2 separate regions of the Zea mays genome follow, and region 2 is linked to region 1. A link is a contact called in public Hi-C data. All regions are on one chromosome and are shown on one strand. The core of a region is the stretch at or near the end of the contact, and the rest is flanking DNA. Distances in the headings are between cores, read along the strand shown.

The links. A called contact is a pair of places that touch in the nucleus more often than the background predicts.
Region 2: a contact with region 1 is called in a Hi-C map of tassel, with 4 times the contacts expected there. The contact joins the promoter of LOC100286157 here to the promoter of LOC100279122 in region 1. A contact is called at or near these places in 2 of 25 Hi-C or Micro-C datasets (ear and tassel).

Annotation. Positions count from the first base shown.
Region 1 is chr1:123,473,818-123,479,629 of Zm-B73-REFERENCE-NAM-5.0, reverse strand. LOC100279122 reads left to right here and starts at 4,145. Exons shown (of 33, transcript NM_001350807.1): 1 at 4,145-4,404; 2 at 4,483-4,656. The coding sequence starts at 4,249.
Region 2 is chr1:123,689,666-123,696,032 of Zm-B73-REFERENCE-NAM-5.0, reverse strand. It overlaps LOC100286157, which reads left to right and starts at 4,534. Exons shown (of 1, transcript NM_001159045.2): 1 at 4,534-6,367. The coding sequence starts at 4,602. The coding sequence ends at 6,209.

The sequences.
Region 1 (5,812 bases), core at 2,896-5,395:
ATCATCTCTTGTATGCCTCGATAACCATGATTGTAGGAAAGTCTCCATCAAACTTTGATATATTATGTGTGTTATATCTTCAGCTTCAAATAATCCTGCACACACTTAGGGGGAGCCTTTCTTACATACCGAGTTTTTATTGGGATTTATCTATCTCTCGGACAGAATTTCAAATCAAGATAAGTCCTATGAAACTCATCTCCAAAATCTATCTTATACCTTAGGTATGAGAGAGATTTGGAAAAACTAAACTTTTCTTTAATATATTATGTAGTGTTGTCATCAATTACCAAAAAGGGGGAGATTGTGAATCATCTAGGCCCCTTTGGTGATGTTTTGGTAATTAATGACAACTGCTTGTGGACTAACGATTCTTGGATAAATAAGAATGCAGGGTTGGACCACATAGAACAGGAAATGTTGGAGAATCATAAGCATTGGTTGTGGATCAGATAAAAGCAAAGGTATAATATAGGTTTCGTTTTTGCCGGTCTTAAGGAGTTTAGAGAAGATACCTGATCGGATTAGTAGGCTAGATAGCCGTACTATTAAGAGGGGTCAATGACTTTGATCTGTGTAAAGCTTAGTGCCTCATAGAGCATCAAGTAGTTGCATTTGCATGAGGACTAACAACGCTTCAAATTTCTTGAGTTAAAAGTTCTTTCAAAAGCAAGTTTGAAAAATTGCAAAGTCTTGGATGCGCGAACCGTCCGGGCCTTAAGGGCGGACCGTCCGCGATCCACCAGAGGGGTCCGAAGTCTGACCACTTCGGAAGCCACTTTGTTCTATTGCACTGCGGACCGTCCGGGCCTTAGGGCCGGACCGTCCGCAGTCATGACCAGAGAAGGCTGGTTTCGGGCCAGTCCCTGAATTATAGCGCGGACCGTCCGGCTGTGTTGGGCGGACCGTCCGCAAGTGTCAAACATGTTTTGGACAGGGACTATGTGATTTTGTAGATTTGTACTACGGACTGTCCGGGGGACTAGTCCGGACAGTACTGTCTCAGGTCGCGGACCGTCCGGCCTTATAAGCGGACGGTCCGCCCGTGTTATGGTTCGTGTACCTCAAGCTTCCAGGTCGCGGACGGTCCGGCCTTGGAGGGCGGACTGTTCGGATCCACCTTTTCTGACAGCTCTGACAGTTTTCAAACGAGAATTATAGCCGTTATATGTACGGCGGACCGTCCGGCCCTAGGGCGCGGACCGTCCGCGTGTGCGCAGAACTGGTGCTTTTTGCACATAACGGTTGGATTTTGATGGGGGTCTATAAATAGAAGGGTAGCTCGTGTGAGAGAGCTCTCTTGGCCATTCCTTGCACACATTGAGCTTATTTGTGATCCTCCAACTCACTCTCTCACACTCTTTGCTTGAGATTGCATTCTAGTGAGAGATTGAGAGTTCCTAGTGCATTTGCATCATTCGGTGATTCTTGAGGCACTAGGTGGTACACCGAGCAAGCGTCATTGGCTTATTACTCTTGGAGGTTGCCGCCTCCTAGACGGCTCGGGTGATTGTCTCCGTCGAGCTCTCCAAGAAGATTGTGGAGAAGCCGCGGTGTTGATTGTGAGGGGTTCGCGCCTACCTCGCCGAGCGGCAAAGGTGACATTAGTGGAATCGAGGTATTGAGTGATTTCTTGTCCACTTGGCTCAAAGATCAAGTCGTGCCTTGATAGAGGAGCAAGTGAGAGCTTGAAGTCCACCTCAACGTGGATTAGGGGTGATCGGCAAATCACCGATACCACGTGATAAATTTCGGTGTCTCTACCTTCTTGCATTACTTATTGCCTTGCAAGTGATTAGTGTTTTGCATATTGTTCCTCAAGTATTCAATCAACGTAGTTGTTTCTCATACATTATTTACTTGTTGTCACTAGAGAATTATTACTCTTGTTATATTGATTAAATTTACCTAGTGTTTTTTATTTTAGTCAAAACCGCCTATTCACCCCCCTCTAGCCGGTGTCCTAGATCCTACAGGAGGGGCCGCGGCGGGGAGGGGCTCACGCGGGGGGAGGGGCGCGACGGGGGTGGGGCTCGCCAGGGAGGGGCGCCGGGGAGGGGCCGCGGCGAGGAGGGGCTCGCGCGGCGGAGGGGCGCGACGGGGGCGGGGCTCGCTGGGGAGGGGGGCGCCGGGGAGGGGGACGCGGCGGGGCAGGGGAGGGCGCACGGCACGGGCAGGGGAGGGCGCGCGGGCAGGGGGAGGGCGCGCGGCCAGGGGAGTAAGAAAGGGAGGGGGAGGGAGAGAGAGGGAAGGAGAGGGAAGGGGAAGCTCACCTCGGGGATCCAAACTCCGGCGATCACCGTCTCCAAACCCTAGGGCACCACAGGGAGAGAGAGGGAGAGGTGGGAGAGGGAGAGGGAGGTTACTGCGTGGGAGAAATCAAATGAGAGAAAGAGACCAAGGGAGGGGGGCACGCGCATGGGGGCAGGGGCGCCAGGGGCGCGCGGGCCGGACTGGGCCGGGCTGGGTCACATCGCGGATCAAAGTCCACGACACACACAACCACCAATCGGAATCCGGTCGCGAACCAAAATCTGAAACGGGACGAGACGAACACACGACTAACCACGACATCGGACAAAGAAATATGCTTCAGCATGATGCAACACCCATGACATTTAGGTTTTGTTTACACATGACATAGACACCGTCACTATATTGCTTTGAAATTAGGAAGAAGGAGCGAAACGAGAAAAGGAAAGAGAGTAACGTCTGAATTTGGTGAGTAAGTAGAAGAAAAAATTCTACCCACCAAATTCAGGGCGTTACAATGACCACCCTAAAAAACAGTACAACCATGAGGGTGGTATGAGACGCCCTTAACTAATTAATTAGAGGAACTGAGGTGTAGTTTACTTCGCCGTCGTGCCGTCAATGGGGCTTGGTGTATGTGGCTCGCTCCATCGAGGGTGGTTTGCCCCTTGGGGAGGAGTGCGGTATATTTAGAAAACCTAACGGCCGGCTACAACCTCAGGGAATCTTTGTAAAGGCTTCGTAGTGAATCACTGGCCATTCACCTCGGGAGTGAACAAGGATCTTGCAAGCCCGGGCTAGAGAGGGAATCACGGCTCATGGATAAAGTGTGCAACCTCTACAGAGTGTTATGAAACTGATATATCAGCCGTGCTCACGGTTATGAGCGACCTTGAGAGCTCCTTTGATTAGAGATACTATGATTACAAATGATGATGATGATATTTATGGTTTCGATGGTTATGATTATAATTTCTGGTATTCTTTCCGTTTGGAAGGAGTAATTTTGTGCTAATAACTTGGGTTTAATGCTAAAACATGGCTCTCTACTAGTAATCATTACCTGACCAACTAAAAGCAACTGCTTTAATCCTAACCACACATAAAGCTAGTCCACCTCAGCCAAACGGGACAATTGCTGAGTATGTTGATGTGTACTCACCATTGCTTTACAACAACAACCCACAGGTTGCCCACATTGCAACCACTACTCAGGAGAAGATAAAGTCATGGTGGAGGATTTCAAGTAGTTCCAAGACTATGATATATGTTTAAGACTATGTGGATGTCTGTGAAGGTCGTGTATTGCTACGTTTCGTTTTCGCACTCTGATCTATGTTTAATACTATGTGGATGTCTTGGACATCATGATGTAATCAAATTAATACTTTTTTATGTTATTATTCGAGCACCGTGTGATGATGTCCAACTATTAAACTGTTGTGTACGTGAATTGCTAATCCTGACACATATATGGTTTGCATTCGGTTTGCCTTCTAAAACCGGGTGTGACACTTGGAACCACGGGCCTGGGTGAACTCCGGCTGCAGGTCGCGAGGAAGGAGTGGTTGCTCGCGAGAGTTCTCGGCGTTATGCCAGGTCGCATGCTCACGCTCCTGGGCAAGGAAGTTCCGACGGTTTGTTTGGGATTATAAACTGTCAAGATTATATAATCTAACTTATTTATAAGATTTAGTTCAAAATAAGTTAGAAGTAGATTATAATCTTGAACAAATATATCCTTAAGCTATCTTCAGCAGCTTACCTATTTCTAAATTTCAAACTTTAATTTGTAAATAATGCACTATATACGGTGTAGAACATATTAGGTAACCACAATGAATTGCTAGACACATTGTTAAACCCTCCGCCCTCCCTCCATTGTGTCTCCTTTCCCAGAAAAACCCTCGTTCAGCTGCTACACTCACCGCGGTCTCTCTCTGTCCATTTCCCGCCTCCTCGCCGCAACTAGGGTTTCTTAAGCCCTCACCGCCCATGGCGAGCGGCAGGGCGGCTACATCCAGTTCCATCCTCGTCAACGCCGCCGGCACCAGCAAGACCCTGTCCGCATCGCTATGGTGGGACTCCTTCGTCGTCCTCTCCGACGACCTCGACCGAGCCACTGCTGGCCCCTCTGTCCCGGATGCCCTCGTAAGTGCAGTTAATCCCTAGTCCGCCTGCCGCGTTCGCAGAATCATCAGTCGTAACAGTTGGCTTCCTTTGCTGCAGGCTAAGCGGATCAAAAGCCACCACGCGTGGCTCCGAGGGTCGGTCTCTATGTTCGGGAAGCCGAACGACGCGTCCAGGAGCGCACTGGAAGTTGGCGAGGTTGCCGTCGGGGAGCGTCGCCTCACTGTCAAGCCAGAGCTCAAGGAGGCCGCGCTTCGTGCAAGCAAATGCCTGGTAATTTTGCTTCCCCTGTCTCACGTATTGGATGTACATAATAATTAGTAGATTCTGGGTATAGATATCTGTTTCTTTGAGTTCCTGAAGTCCCATATGTTTAGCTTAAATTTGTATTTGGTAGCTAAACTGTGTAGGCCCGTAAGTCGACTAGTGTAGGGGCTTGAGATTCCGTAGAATTGCTTGAATGCTGAGTAGTGACCAAGGTTTTCCCCCCTTTTGTTTCGATCTTGGAATTTTAGTATTATAGATCTCTCAAATATGCCATACAATTTCTTTGAGGGATACCCGTTGATGCTTACTGGTTTGCCAGAGTAATTGACATAACTTAGATTGATTTTTTACTTTGAGTCAGAAGCGCAGAACGCTTTGAAATCTCAAATATTGGCCTGCAGATATTTGTAGTTATAATCATTTATCAGATGACATCATTAATTTAAAATGGTCTTAGCAAAATTTTTCAGCGCTGAAGTTAGCCATGTTTAACATCAATATTGGAAAAGGGCCACCAAGGCACCAGTATATGATTTCCACTAGAATGAGAAGTATTAACGCCACTCTCGGTAGAAATGAAATTTCCCAGGATTTCCATTAGTTCATTACCATGACTTTTTCCTGGATGCCCCCCCTCTAAATTCTTGCAGGAAATCTTAGTGCCAACCAGGAAGGCCTTTTGGCCATCCAATATTCCAATTTGACATAGATGTCTCATTTTTCATTAGCACTGACTACTGATTGACATAGTAAGTATTATGGCAATTGGAGCCATTAGGATAAGGAAATAATAAGTTAGATTGATTTGGTTACTTAGGATAAGGGAAGAGATAAATTAGATCGATTTTGGTTAGTTAGGATAAGGGTCGCTTGCTTAGGGGTCAAGTAAGTCTCTCTATATAAGGAGAGGAGACCTATCAATCTAGTCAGGCAAGAATTAAGAAGGAAAACCCATAGTTATTAAGGCGTCCTCAAGGCGACGCTTAAGCGTCGCCTAGGCGGTAAAGCGCTTGGCCGAGACAAGGCGTCCGCCTCGCCTTACCCCAGCGCCTAAGGCGAGCGGAATGCGAGTGGGAGAGAGGGCTCTGCCCGTTGGCACCCGCGTTAGGGAGGGAAAGGTGGTCGTGAGGGGGCGCCTGAGTGGCCGCGCCGGTTGCTGGCA
Region 2 (6,367 bases), core at 3,285-5,784, 220 kb before region 1:
CATTTGCTAATGATTCTATAGTGATCCATCGAGGTCTAAATAGCCTTTTCCCTTTTAAGTCGGTTCCCTTTTCTGCTGTCATGCCAAAGCTCCCTTGCGCGTAGCTTCGGCGCTACGTCAACCTTCGTATTCTTTGTGCTTCTCACACTGTGGTTCTGATCCGAGTCCGAAGGTACCTGTTCATGTATTATACTCCAGAAACATTGTTAAATCGTGTTTTTGAGGACCTTCGGAAGACGAAGGCCCCCAACATGTCATATAATACACCTGCTCGCATTGGTGGGCAAGGATTATAGTGTCGTGTCCTTGTAATTGATTGTTTTGTTTGACTTCCATCATGCCATATTGGTTTTCTCGCGTTGTATTTGGAGAAAACAAATCACAATCGAAGAACACTACTTTGAGTTGTTTATCTCCGAAAAACTTGTACACAAGTATATCATTAATGACTACATAATAATTAGTCACCTTAACTTCATCATCGACAGCTCTAGTTAGAACTCCGGAATTTGTTGTGGTAGCTAGAGGATGAGCATCTTCGAACCTTGTAGAACGAAAACGAAAACCATTGACATCATACCGACCATAACGTCTGGCAGTTACTGCTCATAGGGACAATTATCGAAGGTCCGGGTGTATATTGTCATTTATATCTACATAATCTCAAAACCAACACAAAAAATTAGGTCCCCCATCTTTTCCCTCTCGACGAATCTGATCACATTCACAGCCAAACATCCAATTTTGAGAATCAAATTCACTGTTAGTACAAGGAAACAAACCTTTTAGGATAAGAAAAACAAGGATAGCGACAATGACTAAAAATTGAGTTTACACTTACAGGAGAAACTGACTCATCTCTTCCAAGTTTCCATTCGTCATTGGTGAAACAGTATGATGTACCGGGTCCTACAGTTTTGCCCCTCCATTGAAAAATTTCAAGATCACTGATAGGGGGCTCATCGACATGGTACCGCAACACCGGGGCATTGACATTGTGTTCCTCTGCAAAGTACAATCCCGTGAACGATGCTATCTCTTTGTATTTGAATTCTTCAGCAATGCACCCTTCAACTCATCTCTTATTACCAACCATTGCACGTAGCTTCTTTAGTGTCCTTTCGATGTGATACATCCATCTATACTGCACAGGACCACCTACCTTAGCTTCGTATGGTAGTGAACAAGTAGATGTTGCATCGGATTGAAGAAACCTAGAGGAAATATTTTTTTAAGTTTGCATACCAAAACCAGTATTTGTTGCTCAAGCTTCTCCATAATCTCTTTCTTTATTTCTTTAACACAAAGATGTCTATAAAAGTAGCTTAGCTCTGCTAATGCTTTCCAGACATCATTTTTTACAAAACTATGGAACATAACAGGAAGGAGTCTTTCCATTATTATGTGGTAGTCATAACTCTTCAACCAGGAAAACTTGCCCGTCTTCAAATTCACAGACCTTCTAAAGCCCGCGGCGTAACCATCTGGGAACTTTAAGTTTTTTAACCATTTCATCAATTGTTTCTTCCTTTTAGGTTTAAGACTGAAAGGAGCATGTGGCTTCTTCTAGTTCTCTCCTATCTCCAGAGTTGGTCGTCTACAAATTAAGGCCAAGTTTTTTCTAGCCTTAAGGTTGTCTTTTGTTTTGTTAGTGATATTCAGGCAAGTGTTGATAATGCTTTCACCCATATTTCGTTCCTGGTGCATCACATCAATGTTATGCATTAGAATCAAGGCTTTCATATAAGGGAGTTCCCATAGGCCACATTTGTGAGTCCAATTATGCTCGGTTCCATAACCTTCAAAATGATTTCCATGTTTGTTTAGTTTCAAATCATCTAGTCTCGCAAGAATCTCTAGACCACTAAGATGCTTGGGTGGTCTCCTCATCACAATCGTGTCCTTTTTAAAAGCGTTCCTATCGAACTTGAACGGGTGATCCTCTGGCAAAAAACATCTATGGCAATCGAAGTAACATATCTTTCCACCAAACTTTAGACGGAAGCATAAAGTGTCTTCAACGCATATCGGACATGTAAAAATCCCATGACAACTCCATCCAGCAAAGATACCATAAGCCATAAAATCATGAATAGACCACAAAAAACGCAACTCTCAGGTTGAACTTCTGTTTCTTGTAACAATCGTATGTCTCGACTCCCTTCCATAAAATTTTCAATTCTTCAATCAGGGGTCTCATCATCACATCGATCTTTGTTCCAGGATGATCCAGACCAGGTATTACAAGACACAAGAAAATAAATTCATATATGTCATGCAAAGAGCTGGCGGAAGGTTGTATGGAACAGCAAAGACGGGGCAGAATGAGTAGGACGATGCAGTTAGATTGAAAGTTGAGAAACCATCTATTGCCAAACCGAAGCGGACATTCCACACTTCATCAGCAAAGCTGGAAAAGGCATTTAGTGCCTTCCATGCATATGTATCAGCTGGGTGCGCCATGACAACTGGATTCTCACATACCCCTTCTTTGTGCCACCTCATGTGTCTGGCTGTATTCTTGGAGATGAACAAATGTTTCAATTGAGGTATAAGAGGCATGTAACGAAGCTGCTTACGTGAAATCTCCGTCGTCACGGTCAAACCATAGTCATTTTCAACCTCTACGAATCTACGCTCACCACATACGGTACACTTCTTTGGACTCGCGGTGTCCTTTTAGAAAAGCATACAGTTATTGTCACAGACATCGATTTTTTCTAGTCCATATCGAGACCAGAGAGCAACTTCTTGGACTGATACATGTCCTTTGGCATCTTGTGATTCTCCAGAAGTACATCACTGATCAAGTTCTGAAGCTCCTTGTAGCAGTTGTTTGAGAATGCAAACTTAGACTTTATAGCCATAAGTCGAGTCACAAACACAAGGATGGTTACTTTCGTGTGCTCGTGCAACGGCTCTTCAGTAGCTCTAAGGAGCTCAAAGAATTTCTAAACCTCACGCGTAGGAGGATCCTCATAATCGGAGGGTTGACCGGGGTTCTCCGAATCGTCGGGTAGAAGCTCATGGCGTACATTGTCAAGCATCTCTTCCATCCTATCGTAGTCCACCTCTTCATGTGACTGAACTTCTGATACAGTACGAGGAGGTGGGTCCTCACCGTGGTGCACCCACACCTCATAACCTCGCATATAACCGTTCTTACAAAGATCTATCGACATAGTCCTCCTATCAAGAAAATAAATATTCCGACACTTGCTACATGGGCACCTAACATCGGTTCTAGTCTCTGACCAAGCAAAAGCAGGGTCGAGGAACACGTTAGTCTTGGCAAGCCAAACTACCACTAAGTAAACTAAAACATTGTCACGAGTTCAACTAATAAACTACCACAATAATATACACGAAATAACATATAATATATACAAATAACATTGTCACGAGTGACAGATTATATAAAATAACCTTATTTTCGAGGGCATAATAATTACCCTCGGAAATTAAAAGTTTAAATTATCTATACACCAGTAAGTAAACTAAAACAAATTAATTTATTACATAATCAAATTCTGGTCGTCGGACATAACAAGCTAAACAATATTAAACATACAAAAAATCTAATACTGAAAAAGACAACTAGAAAACAATATATACATTGCCAAAATTATACTAAAAATTAAAAATACTCACTTAGCGGCTTGACGGCGGGACGGTCGTCAGCGTGGGCGGGGCGGGGCGGGGGACGAGTCGGGGCCACCGGCATCGGGGCAGGTGCCAGGGCGGCGGTGGTGACCGTCGGCGCTAGGCAGAGGCTCGGCGGCAGTGGTGGGCGCTGGGGCGGCGGGCACGAGTAGAGTGGCCTGACCAGGGGCTGGGGCGGTTAACGGCAGCGCGGCGGCGGCGGCAGCGAGCAAGCGGTGGATAGCGCGCAGATGGAAATGAAACGGTGGTGACTGACCACACACGTTAAAATCGATTATGCCTGATAGCCTGCCATCGGACATAAGCTTAAGTCCGACGACTGTCAGTCGGACCGTCGGACATAAGTTTATGTCCGACAAGTCATCGGACATAATCTATTATATCCGATGGCCAACAGAGACCGTCGGATATAAGCTTACGTCCGACGATGGTGTAGAAACCCGTCGGAGATTAAGTGGCCGTTGGATGTGAGTCGTTTTAGTGTAGTGTTTTATAGTGGTTCATACTCCGCTGGATTGAAACCTCGAATCGAGTACGTAGTAGTCCGCGAGATTCATACGAAGCAGAAAATTCCTCCAGTTCATGGCATGGATCTAGCTCTCCAACGTCTCTATCGAAAATACTTTCTGACCGTCGATGGGTCAGCGAAAACAATTTTTCTACGCAAATAGAGGGTAATTTGGGTAAAATCCAAAGGTTTCTTAGCAAATTTGCTTCCATCAGGATTCTGGAACGTGAATTTTGACCGCTAAAATGGCAGTTGTAGCTATCCTCAGTTTCAACTTGACGTCAGTTTACTTTCGTAGCATTTTCGTCTCCAACAAAACAAAACGCCTATAAATTGATTTGCTACCCTTGTCCATTTTCTACCCAACTCCAACCAGCACAACGAAGTCCCGCGCACGCAAAGAAGTCACGTCCAAACTGAAGGTGACAACATGGAGTCCGCGCCGTCAACGGCGGCGGTCATGGAGCGCGAGCGCCTCACGGCCGAGCTGGCCTTCGCGGAGGCCGACGCAGAGCCTAGCAGCTTCGTCGTCAAGATCCGGCGTCGGCTGCCGGACTTCGCGCGCAGCGTCAACCTCAAGTACGTCCGCCTCGGCCTGCGCTCTGGCGCCATCCCTGCGCCCTCCTCATGGGTCCCGCTCGCGCTCGCGCCGTCGCTCCTCGTCGCGGCGGCATACTCGCTCGTTGGCGCGGACAAGTTCTACTCACTCGACCTGCTCACCTGCATCGCGTGGCTCGCCGCGGCGGTGCTGCTGCTCACCGTGTATTTCCTCATGCGCCCAAGGCCGGTGTACCTCGTGGACTTCGCGTGCTACAGGCCGGGCAACGAGCACGCCATCTCCAAGGAGGGCTTCCTGGACATGACAGAGAGCACGGGCTGCTTCAACGCGGAGGCACTCGAGTTCCAGACCAAGATCACCAAGCGCTCCGGACTCGGCGATCGGACGTACCTCCCGCCGGGCATCCAGGCACGGCCGCCGCGGCTGTCTATGGAGGAGGCGCGCGCGGAGGCCGAGGCCGTCATGTTCGGCTGCCTCGACTCGCTATTCTCGGCCACGGGCATCGACCCACGCCGCGATGTGCGCGTGCTCATCGTCAACTGCAGCCTCTTCAACCCGACGCCGTCGCTGGCGTCCATGGTAGTGCACCGCTACAAGATGCGGGAGGACGTCAAGTCGTTCAACCTTGGAGGCATGGGGTGCAGCGCAGGGCTCATCGCCGTGGACCTCGCCAGGGACATGCTGCAGGCGAACCCCGGGTGCTACGCCGTCGTGGTGAGCACCGAGAACATCACGCTGAACTGGTACTTCGGCAACGACCGCTCCATGCTGCTGTCCAACTGCATCTTCCGCATGGGCGGCGCTGCCGCGCTGCTGTCCAACCGCCGCGCCGACGCCGGGCGCGCCAAGTACAGGCTGCTACACACGGTACGCACCCACAAGGGCGCCGCGGACGAGTGCTACGGCTGCGTGTACCAGCGCGAGGACGGCACCGGCCGCGTCGGCGTGTCGCTGGCGCGCGAGCTCATGGCCGTCGCCGGGGACGCGCTCAAGACGAACATCACCACCCTGGGCCCGCTGGTGCTCCCGATATCGGAGCAGCTCAAGTTCCTCAAGTCCCTCGTGCTCCGCCGCGCCCTCCGCTCCCGCGGTGTCCGTCCGTACATCCCGGACTTCCGGCGCGCGTTTGAACACTTCTGCGTGCACGCCGGCGGGCGCGCCGTGCTGGAGGAGGTGCAGCGCAGCCTGGGGCTCAGGGACGCGGACATGGAGCCCAGCAGGTGCACCCTGCACCGCTTCGGCAACACCAGCAGCAGCTCGCTCTGGTACGAGCTCGCCTACGCCGAGGCCAAGGGCCGCGTCCGCCGCGGCCACCGCGTGTGGCAGATCGGATTCGGATCCGGATTCAAGTGCAACAGTGCTGTCTGGCGCGCGCTCCGCGACGTGCCGCCCGTGCACGCCGACGGCGCCGGCGGTGGCAGCAACTGCAACCCGTGGGTGGACAGCATTCAGAGCTACCCGCCAAAAGAGTACATCTGATCGCCATCTTCTTTGTGGTGAATTAATCACGTCCTGTTGGATCAGTTGTACTAGCCGCGACGCAGTAGTGCACGAGAACTGTATGTATGGTGATTTTTTTTTTGTTTCTTCATCAGGTAGGAGCTGAATCTTCTTTCTTCTACCTTTACATACAGTAG